Linked DNA regions of Macaca mulatta: region 2 is linked to region 1. Evidence: chromatin contacts called from public Hi-C data. All regions are on one chromosome and are shown on one strand. The core of a region is the stretch at or near the end of the contact, and the rest is flanking DNA. Distances in the headings are between cores, read along the strand shown. Region 1 overlaps NFIA (nuclear factor I A). Region 2 overlaps C1H1orf87 (chromosome 1 C1orf87 homolog).

What was found. Hi-C and Micro-C count contacts between places; a contact is called where the count stands out from the background.
Region 2: a Hi-C map of fetal cortical plate shows a contact between it and region 1, with 2.3 times the contacts expected there. The contact joins two enhancer-like sites. A contact is called at or near these places in 2 of 14 Hi-C or Micro-C datasets (cortical neurons and fetal cortical plate).

The regions. Positions count from the first base shown.
Region 1 is chr1:179,609,425-179,614,606 of T2T-MMU8v2.0, reverse strand. All of the region lies in intron 1 of NFIA (nuclear factor I A), which reads left to right. Among named protein-coding and RNA genes, the nearest start is that of NFIA, 180 kb to the left of the region's middle. Within about 2 kb of position 1,981, at least 15 of the 40 cell types and tissues checked have an H3K27ac peak or open chromatin away from gene starts, as enhancers often do. A contact at or near this core is called in fetal cortical plate, where this site is marked.
Region 2 is chr1:180,640,295-180,645,476 of T2T-MMU8v2.0, reverse strand. It overlaps C1H1orf87 (chromosome 1 C1orf87 homolog), which reads right to left. Exons shown (of 12, transcript XM_028833091.2): 12 at 2,646-3,080. The coding sequence ends at 2,920. Among named protein-coding and RNA genes, the nearest start is that of CYP2J2, 69 kb to the left of the region's middle. Within about 2 kb of position 2,881, at least 4 of the 40 cell types and tissues checked have an H3K27ac peak or open chromatin away from gene starts, as enhancers often do. A contact at or near this core is called in fetal cortical plate, where this site is marked.

The DNA of each region.
Region 1 (5,182 bases), core at 732-3,231:
GCTTCTGGAATGTATCATGACATAAACTGATAAATTCAGCAAAGACATCTACCTGTCAACTGACTTTTATACTCCAATTACGTTATTTTGGTTTTATTTCTAAATATTATTAGACAATAATTAGAACTATTAAAGTATTAAGGCCCTGGTTTAATCCAGGGGACAGCAGAGCATAGTGGTAAATAGAACGAGCTCTGGGGTCAGACCGTTGGAGTTTGGGAAAATGACTTCTAGACAACTTTGAGCAAACTACTTAGCATCTCTATGTCTGGGCTTCCTCCATCTGGAGAATGGGGATGACAGTGGTACACATTTCATATGGTTGTTTTGAGGATTAAATGAGATAATACCTGTAAAGTGCTTAGAACAATGCCAGGTACATGGTAAGGCTTGGAGTTAGTTATTATAGAAGGGGCTCTATAATAAATGTTTAATTGAAAAAAATCAACAGATCCATCTGCGGGTGGAAGTTAACCACTCTTACCCCAAAATGGAAACCTCTTGCTATTGGAATAATTTTCCAGAATAAAATATATTAAAGAAAACGATGAAATACAGGCATTAAATGTTATCACATAACCATCCATAAATTCTGGGTTTCCACAAAGCAGTTCTTCCCAATCATAATTAAGGGTTTGAAAGTCAAATGATTTAAGTGCTAGTTTTAATTACCTCTTGGTGAACTTTAGTGTGTTAGAATTGTCACAACTTTCCTTGAGGATTACTCTGAAGCCAGGCAATACAGTGGGAAATTATTAACTCCTACTTTGGTAGAGCAATTATCTGCATTACAAGGTTTATGCAATTAGCTGTTTAAGATGTCATTATATTTTGCCATCTGGTACACAGGAGTTTATGCATATGAACAGGCACGTGTTGAAGTGATTTTCACTATATGACTTGTTCTCAACCCAAGACATCGCTCTAATGAGGGGAAGTTGCCGTGCACTGTACATTAGTGGCAGGTGCACACTATCAAGCTTCATTTTCATCGAAGACCTTCATTTTTCCATTTTAAAGTATTCTGCACAAGTGCTGGAAAATTAATGAGTCGTTCGCAATTGAACAACGCCTGCAGACGCGTTCCTTAGCAGTTAGGCGGGGGCACGGCTTCAGGTAGGGGGCCACTCCTCCTCACCCGGACGGCTGCAAGGTACCCTCATTCTGTGCAAAGCCAGGGCGCGATCCACTGCAGTAAACCTCCCCTCGCGAAGAAGGAAGCGGGGCTCGCTGTTGCATCCCAGGCCGAGCGCCATAGGGGAGAGGGCGCCGCAGCGAGTCCCCAGATCCCAGCCCGGCCTCGACGCCAGGGCTCTCCCGGAGCGTGCGTCCTTGCCAGAAGCGCATTAAAACGGCGCCCTCTGGTGTCGGCTCGCGGCGGCCGGGTAAAAGCAGAGGCGCTGGGGACCGAGTTCAACTCGCCACCCTGTTCGCAAACCGAAAGATCCCCAAGTCTAGAAAGTGCCTTGCCGCTCTGCTGACGCTGTGTCCGCGGCCCCGCTGTCGCGCAGAGCTGGGCTGCGATCAGAAAGCTCGGCTACCCTGGCCCCAGATAGTGGCTCCCGGGGGAACCAGTGTGGAGGGCGAGGAGAGCCCTGGCCTTCGAAGGCAGGAAGGACGGAACCCCTAAGCCACGACCGCAGCGGGGCGCAGGGACGGCCGGGCTCCAGCCACCGAGGCCCGAACTCGACCTGTACTGCCCGGCTGCAGGCCGCGAAGGAGCCCCGGGTAATGGGGGCGGCAGGAAGGAGAGGCGCGCAGGGTTTTCCGGGCCTCCCCCAGCCCCGGGCTCTCATCTGGGCTTTGTGGGTTGGTGGTGTCTGAATCGCCGACGGGCCGAACCGTGCCGGGAAGGCGCGCGGCCCGGCGCGGGCATCTGGCCGAGGCCGCGCCGCGCTGCCATTGAAATGTGACACTGATGAACGAGCTAAGCCCGCGGCTTTCCTTGGGAGAGTTGGGAGTCGCCAGCCGCGAGATCTGCGACTCTCAGGTTCCCTGGGAAACGTTCTCCCCGCACCCCACCCTGCCTCCACCTTCGGCACTATTGCAACCCTCTCCCATTTCCCCCCAACACACACACACACACACACACACACACACACACACACACACCCCTCACGCGTTTTCCAGGAAGACGGAGTGGTGGCGGGAAAGAACAATCTGACCACGGGGAAGTTTGAGTTGGTTGGGGCTGAGTCAATTAAGTCGCCCCTTGAGCCTTTTGTTTTAGGGCTCTGATTGCAACGGCGCCTTTCGCCTTTTATATTTGGGCCTTGTGGGTGACAGTAAGGGGACAGAGGAAGGGGACGGAGCACGTGGAACCTGGCCCCTTTTGGGATGTTTCTGCACCAGCTTTTGTTGGGGGAGAGGGTGGGAAGGGAAGCAGGGAGAGTGGGTACCTTACAAGCAACCAGCAAGGATTTCTGGAGAGACAACAACGTGCGGAGCACTGAATCAGGCACCAGCAGCGTTTACTGAGAATGAAAATAGGATCTTGCAAGCTGATTAGCGAGAGAAAAATTCAAAAAAGGGACAAATTGGTTTGATTAAGTATCCAAATAGATGCAGCAAGGCTGAGTAAACAAATCAAGGATGGGTATTGGAATTGGCCAGTGGAGTCTCAGAGCATCTGTGTGTGGGCATCTCCGTGAGTCCATTGCAGTTCAGAGGTTGTTCTAGTAAGCTCAGCCTAGAAAACAGATACTAAAGTTTGAGATGACGTTGTCAAAAAAAAAAGAGTCAATCATTCGCGTTGGAAGATAAAGTTGGACAAGTAAATCAAGCCCAGACTGAGAAGGCTGAGGGGCCCAGAATCTAAAGGATAATCTACTGGCTTTGGGGCCAGACTAGCACAGAAGCAGCCCTATCCAAGCCTCTTACAAATTGTAACTATGAGTCTCTGTTTCCCTCCGTGAAATGGGGATAATTATGCCTTGGTATTGTGAGGATTACACAGGGTTAAAGGAGACAATGTCCTTGGGCCTAAATACATTTGGTATTAATATAACCCCTCCTTCTCTTTCAACCATTTCAAAATCGTTCCCATCATCCCTATGCTCTGGGCATCTTCAGGAGTTCTTCAAATAAATATGTGACTATGCTCATCTTGTTTATGTTCAGTCAGCTCTGTTGCCTCGGACACTCAGCAGTCCATGTTATACTAATATCTTTTGGAGCATCTAAATTATTTGAAAACACTGAGTTTTTACTACAAGCTTCTGGCAATTGACTTTCTGAGTAACCGGCCCATGAGACTGCTCCATTTAATGTCAATCATAAGTAATATGAGTTTATTAGACTCTCACCAGTGGCCCTAACTGAACACTCCATCCCCCATGATCAAGAGCAGCAATTCAGCTTCTTAAGCAAATTTTATTCCTGTCTGTTGTAAAAAGTCATTTCATTGTAATAAGTATCTGCTTTCCCAGAGCTAAAACTACACAGAACAGCCTGTGCCCTGCAATTGACTCAGGGAGATACCCACATTCAAAAGTACTGAGACTGGGACTTGGGAAGGTCAATGCGCTGATTCAACAAGGTGATATGAAGAACACTAATAAGTTTCAAAGTGACCTATAGTTCTGGCACGGTGGCTCACACTTGTAATCCCAGCACTTTGGGAGGCCAAGGCAGGTGAATCACCTGAGGTCAGAAGTTCGAGACTAACCTGGCCAACATGGTGAAATCCCGTCTCTACCAAAAATACAAAAATTAGCCAGGCATGGTGGTGCATGCCTGTAATCCCAGCTACTCGGGAGGCTGAGTGAGGCAGGATAATTGCTTGAACCCAGGAGGCGGAGGTTGCTGTGAGCTGAGATCACACCACTGCACTCCAGCCTGGGTGACAGAGCAAGACTCTGTGTCAAAATAAATAAATAAATAAATAACCAAAGTGACCTGTCGACTGGATCACAGCTCTGCCCTTTATTTACTAAAAAGAGCCCTGGATTGCTCATTGTTGGGAAATGGTACCAAAAAGAAGTAGCTAAAGTTTCCAGAAATATACCTATCCAGTCCACACTCTTACACCAACCAATGTGTGTTTCCATGACATGGAAGCACAATTACGAATCAGAGAATAAAACAGGTATCTCCAAAATACGCTGCTGTCTCATAGATGCGTACATATTGCAACTTGTGTAAAATGAGGCCATAGGCTGTCATTCCTACCTGCCCTAAAGTCTGTTCTCAAGTCGCCCTAGCTATATGAAGATGACGAAATGAGGAACATTGAAATTCTTGAATGAAGGTAGTAATTTCAGGAAGGAAATTTATCAGCTCAATGCTTGAGCTAGGGCATACGTTCTTTGAACATTATCCTCATGATTTTATTATAACAGAACTAAGGCATGAACTTGAAAAACGGGAGAATGGGAGAAAATTTTACCCTAAAACTAATAATGTAAGTGTTGGGAGAAATACTCTTGTATTTCTCCATATTTCTGCTAGCACCTAGAACAGTATAGAATACACAAAATACGTTCCACTAATATGTGTTGGTTTCAACTGGTTTTTCTTCACAAAGCCCTCTTATCTAATTACCAACTGGTCCCCAGAAGCTAACAATCTAACCACCTGACCTTACATTTGATAACTTTATAGTGTTAGTTACACGGTAGGGTTTTCCTGCTAACGAATCCTCTGTGGCATCTGTTTCAAAATGAAAATCTATTATATTATTAGAAACACTCTCAGTGTAAAGAAACCGGAGATGAATTGCCAAAGTCTGAGCTCACGATAATGCATGGGCAAGCAGAAGCATCATGGCTGGACCCAGTGGGAGAAAGAAGACGGAATGCACACCTTTACATCCAATGCCCAACTCAAACCCTTCTATCAGTAACTCCACACCTTTTGATGAGTTCAGTTGTTCTGGGGGATGGAAAGGAGGTTTCTGGTTAGGAATGATGAATGGGTTGGTTTGCTACTTAGGTAAGTAAGAAGAAGGGGAGCTAATGAGTAATTGTTGCACAATGACAAAACAACAGTCCTGAAAGGAGTATAATTTGCTTCCCTGAACAATCCAGTCCTTTCATCATAAAATGTTCCTATTACATGGACGCAGACCAGTAAAAACATTTGCTGTACAAAAACACCTATTGTAAATAATTTCCATAACCAGATCAACAAAGCACTATGACTATAGTTTAAATGCCAGGGTTTGACAATAGCTAGATTATAC
Region 2 (5,182 bases), core at 1,632-4,131, 1.0 Mb before region 1:
GAAAGAGTCTGCGCAGCTGGTGAGAACCTGCTTCTGTCATCCTGTGCCCTTTCCATCCTTAAAGCCTGAGGTTTCTGGCGGAGTTGGGACATACCTAATTGACACCAAGCATCTCCAGAGCACACTGAAGGTTAACCAGTCCACTATCCACAGACACCCATTTAGGAAGGTTTTTTTTTGGAGGACACTGGTGACGGATACCAGACTTTCCCAACACAGTGTTTATTAGAAGTTCACAATGACACAGCTCTGAGAAAAAAGGGAGAAAAGTAATAGACTTTCTATAAGTAAACCATGAAATTCCACCATAGAGATCATAATGATATTGTGAACCATAATGACTTCCTAGCACTTAGTAATTTTCCATCCACCAACATCCCTCCCTAATGCTCCTTGTCTATCAATTCCCACTTTTTGTTGTTGAATTTAGAGTTGAGCCCAATATCTCTCCCCTACTGCAAAACTCCATTGCGGTGGTTCCTATAACTATTGTGATAGTTTTGAGTAAAACCTGCCTTATGATTTTAACAAGAGTCAGAATAATTTTTTCTTTAAGACAGACAGACACACACACACACACACACACACACACACACACACACACACACACACATCTCTTGGGGTAAAGCAGTGGAGAATTCCAGGTAGGACATGATGCAAAAGCAATTGATACTTGACTCTAGAAGGCAGACACATCTCAAAATTTGTTCTTGCTGTAGTAGTGGCCTGACCTCCCTATGCCATTTCACATAGACCATTGTTCAAAGTTCTTTGGAAGGTTCCTGAATGTTCAGCAGCTAAGGGAAGGGACATAAAAAGGTATATCTTTATTACATGCAAAGAACTGTCCAAATGGCATTGCTTTCAATGTTTATAACAATCCTACAAACAGATGCAATTGCTTCTGTTTTATAGATGAAGGAACTGAACTCCAGGGGGATTAAGCAACTTGTCAAGGCTACCACCCACTAAGTGCAAGAGCCAGATTTTGGCGCTTATTTATTCTTTTTCTACTCTCTGTGGAAATACAGGGGGGTGGGGTGGTAGGGTGACTGTGGATCTAGATCTGGTAAAGGTTACCCCACTTATAGAAGTATTCATTCAGCCAAGACTATAGTACAGGTTACGCTTAACCTGTGGTCACGCTTAACCTGTGGTCACACAGCTCTGGTGTCACCTTTCATGCTGCATTCTATGTAAATGCAGCCCCCTGCATTTGTGTAGCTTGGTGATGCTGAGCTACTTATCAAAAACTATACTAGATATTGGATATTAAGAATGGGGCAAGGGAAAATCATTGCTGTTCAGGACCTTATGATTTTGTCTAATAACCCCAACTTCAGGTTTAGGAACTTCTTTTACCCGAACTGCCTCTCCAACCCACTTACTCCCAGAGATGAAGGGTAAAGTGAGACCTTCTCAGTATCATTTGACCAGTCCTTCACAGGAAGCACGAACCTTCTGGCAGATGTTAACTGACACAACCTAACAGCCTTCTTGTCCTCACATCTCTGAGCCTGTTTCCTCATTTGTGAAACAGAGAGGTGAAACCTGTCTTATTTAATTGTCAGAGATAGATCAAACAAAATATGTCAGGTTCCTCAAACACAGTCGTTGCTCAAGGCATATTAAATTTTTTGACCTACTATTCTAATTATCCTTACTTGGCATTTTGGTAGAATGAGAAAGCAGTGTCTATTTGCTTACTCTTTTGACCTCAAAGGCAGCTAGAAAGTCCAAGGGGTTCTAGAAAGGGTAGCCCGTCGGCTTCAAGAGTCATTTTTCTGGACAACACAAGGATTATAAAAACCAAAGCAGGTCAGACTAGGAGACCTTAGAGAGCATTTATTTTAGTGGATCCAAATAGTTTTGTTCTTGAGGTCTTGTCTATAAGAGTACATGAAGCACCTTATTTGATAAAATGCACAGAAAGGGATGCTCAGAGGCCTTTCTGTTTGATTTTCCCCTTGACCTAACTTGTTCATTTTGTCTGGCACACAGATTGGAAACTCAGTACCCTGATCACCCAGTATTAGTGATGGTGTTGGGAGCACATTATCTCTGAAGCTCCAGGCCAGTGTCTCTTCAACGAGCTCATGCTACCAGTGGGGTGTGATATGTGTGTAACTGTGTGCTATGTGAGAGGTGCAAAGTCGGGGGGATGTTAAGAACAGAAGAACTATGGGAACTGATGGAAAGTTCCACCTGGTTTTCCTGTCCAGGCAGAGCAGAGGATGTTACCTATTCCCAAAACCCTTTTTCCCAAGAAGTCCTTCCTCAAAACTTCTATCTGGGACTTTTGGAAAATACCCCTGGAGACAGTGTAACATTGTTTAGTTTTGTACTGCCGAAAATATTGGAGTTGTTCAGAAAACCTCACTTGAAATGGTTCTTCTACTGCTTAAGATTAAGATAGAGCATTGGTAATACTTTCATTTTTCTTCCAATGTGGAAATCCTTCCCAGAATAATGATCAGGAGAAGGGATGATTTACCTATCCAAAAACGATGTTTATAGGTCTACTAGGTTCCAGGCACTGTGGGCAAGTGGCAACATGTAATGTGGTTTTTACTATGTGATGTGGAATTGTGGGGTTTGAAACAACAGTTTGATTAGCAGTGTAGGAAAAAATCAAACATGTAATATTAATAATAAGCTTTATTAAAACAGAAGGAGGTTCTAAGTAGCTGGGTTCTTGCCACATCGAAAGATAAAACTAGGTTTCCTCTGATCACTTTGAGCTGCTTATGAGCGAGCATCATAGCCAGAAACCAAGTCCAAATCAAAAGCATCTACAATAGCTGCATCGGCCTGCACTCTGACAATGTCTCCGCCACTATACTCAGGCTGGGGAGAAACACGTGTCTGGGTAAAAAGGGAGATAAGGGAAACATCTGTTCTCACAATATGGGCTTGTTATCATAGCTCCTTTAAGTACCGCAGTGCTGGCTCCAAGAGCATATTTTCTCCCAAATGGAATCTGCGCAAGGCCTGGTCGATTTTCCGAGGGCTCAGGGACAGGTTGTAAATGAGATTGTAGTTGTGAATGAGGCGTCTGGCTCGTTCCTTCTCCAGAACTCCTGTGATTGGATTGGGTAGGTGGAAGGTTTTTTAAAGAGGACGGAGGGAAAACAGAGAAAACTACATATTAGCTTGAATGACTTTCAGGTAAAGGCTAAATGATAATATTTTGCAACTTTAAGCTTCTTAAAAATCAAGTAGCATCTTAAAAAGTATTTGAACTCGTGGGTATGCATTACAGATTTCAGGAAGAATCTGAGGGTGATTTCAGGGGAGAGAGAACAAGATGGGATCCAATAAGATTCACAGAAAAATTCTAAAGCAATTTAAGCTTTTCTTTGTAGCTTTAAAACTTACAAGGCCAATATTTGAAACACTGGGGGTGCCTAGCAGAAGTAATTTCTAATTGTCTTGAGTTCATTTTATCTTGTTAAAGTCTCCAAACACGCTCCTAAGCATGCAGGGATTAAACAACTTAATTTTAAAATGCATTTCTCTAAATGTATTTATAGATGTTCCTTGGTATCCGCAGGGACTGGGTCCATGATATTCCCCTCCCCAACAGTGATACCTACACCCATGGATGCTCAAGCCCCGATATAAAATGGAGTAGTATTTGCATCTAACCTATCCACATTCTCCCATGTACTTTAAACCATCTCTAGATTACTTGTAACACCTAATACAATGCAAATACAGCGTAAATAATTGTTATACTGTGTTTTAAAATTCTTAATGTTTTTTGTCGTCATGTCATTATATTTTATGTCTATTTTTAAAAATATTTTTGATATGCAGTTGGTCGAATCTGTAGTTGCAGAATACAAAGATGCAGAAGATTGGCTGTCCTGTGACTCCCTCCAGCTTGCTGTGCAATCAGAGGTAAGGCATCTAACTTCTCATAGCTCAGAGTTTGAATCTGCATAATAGAGGTGGTAATGTGTATGACTGCAGGATGTGCTCTGGTGCCCACACATTATATATGCTAATACCAATGTCAGTAAGCTTTCCATGTTAAGATTGGGTAGATTTTGATGGCTGTTGGAAGGAGTTGCAGTGTAGATCATGGCATCACTGAAGATCAATAACTCACTCATAAGCCCCTAATTGCAAGTTTCTATGTGTCAGATACTGTGCTTGGGAATACAGAGGATTTAGAGAATTATTCTGCTACCTCTGGAAGATCTCTGACCCATGGGGGAGAGAAGTTATGCAGAAAATTAACTGGGATACAACAATAATAATTATAATAACCAATATGTAAATATAAAATTTATTATGTCCCAAGAACTGCTCCAAGCATTTCACCAATATTAACTAATTGAATCCTTACAATAACCCATTTCACAGAGGGAGAAACTAAAGCCTAGAGACTGCAAGTCTCTTGATTGCCTAAGGTTAACCACTACAGTACATTATGGAATGAGGGGAAAGAGATTGCTTCAAGTAGGGATCATTTTTTTTTTTTTTTTTTGAGTCAGGGTCTTACTCTGTTGCCCAGGCTGGAGTACAGAGGCACGATCATGGTTCACTGTAGCCTTGATCTCCTGTGCTCAAATGATCCTCCCACCTAAGCCTCATGAGTAGCTGGGATTGCAGGTATGTGCCACCACTCTCAGCTAATTTTTTAAATTTTTTGTAGCGATGAAGTTTCACTATGTTGCCCAGACTGGTCTCGAACTCCTGAGCTCAAGCAATCCTCCCCCTTAGGCCTCTTGAAGTGCTGGGATTATAGGCATGTGCCACTGTGCCTGGCCTCTTTTACTCTCCTTTGTGTGAGCAAACTATAAGAGTGATGGTGAAATTCTTTCTTAAAGAATCCAGAGGCAGTGCCTTGTCATTTTGCAGAAAGCCACTGCTAGTCCATTAGAGTTGGGCAGTGGTAGATACCTATCATCTCAGTTTAAGATACAAAATATGACTCATTTTTAAATGTGCAAGTACTATTGAGCATGGTTCCACCCTCTCAATTACTCTCTAGTGGTTATTCTTAACAGTAGGCCACAACAGTTGGGGTCCTAATTTATTCTATTCTATTCCAGTATGTTCATTTTCTATTCTGTTCTGGTTTGTTCATTGCCTATTTATTGTTTATCTCTCTCATTAGAACAGTGGTCCTTTCATTTATGTAAACCTCATTCTTTGAGTTGGTCAATTGCAT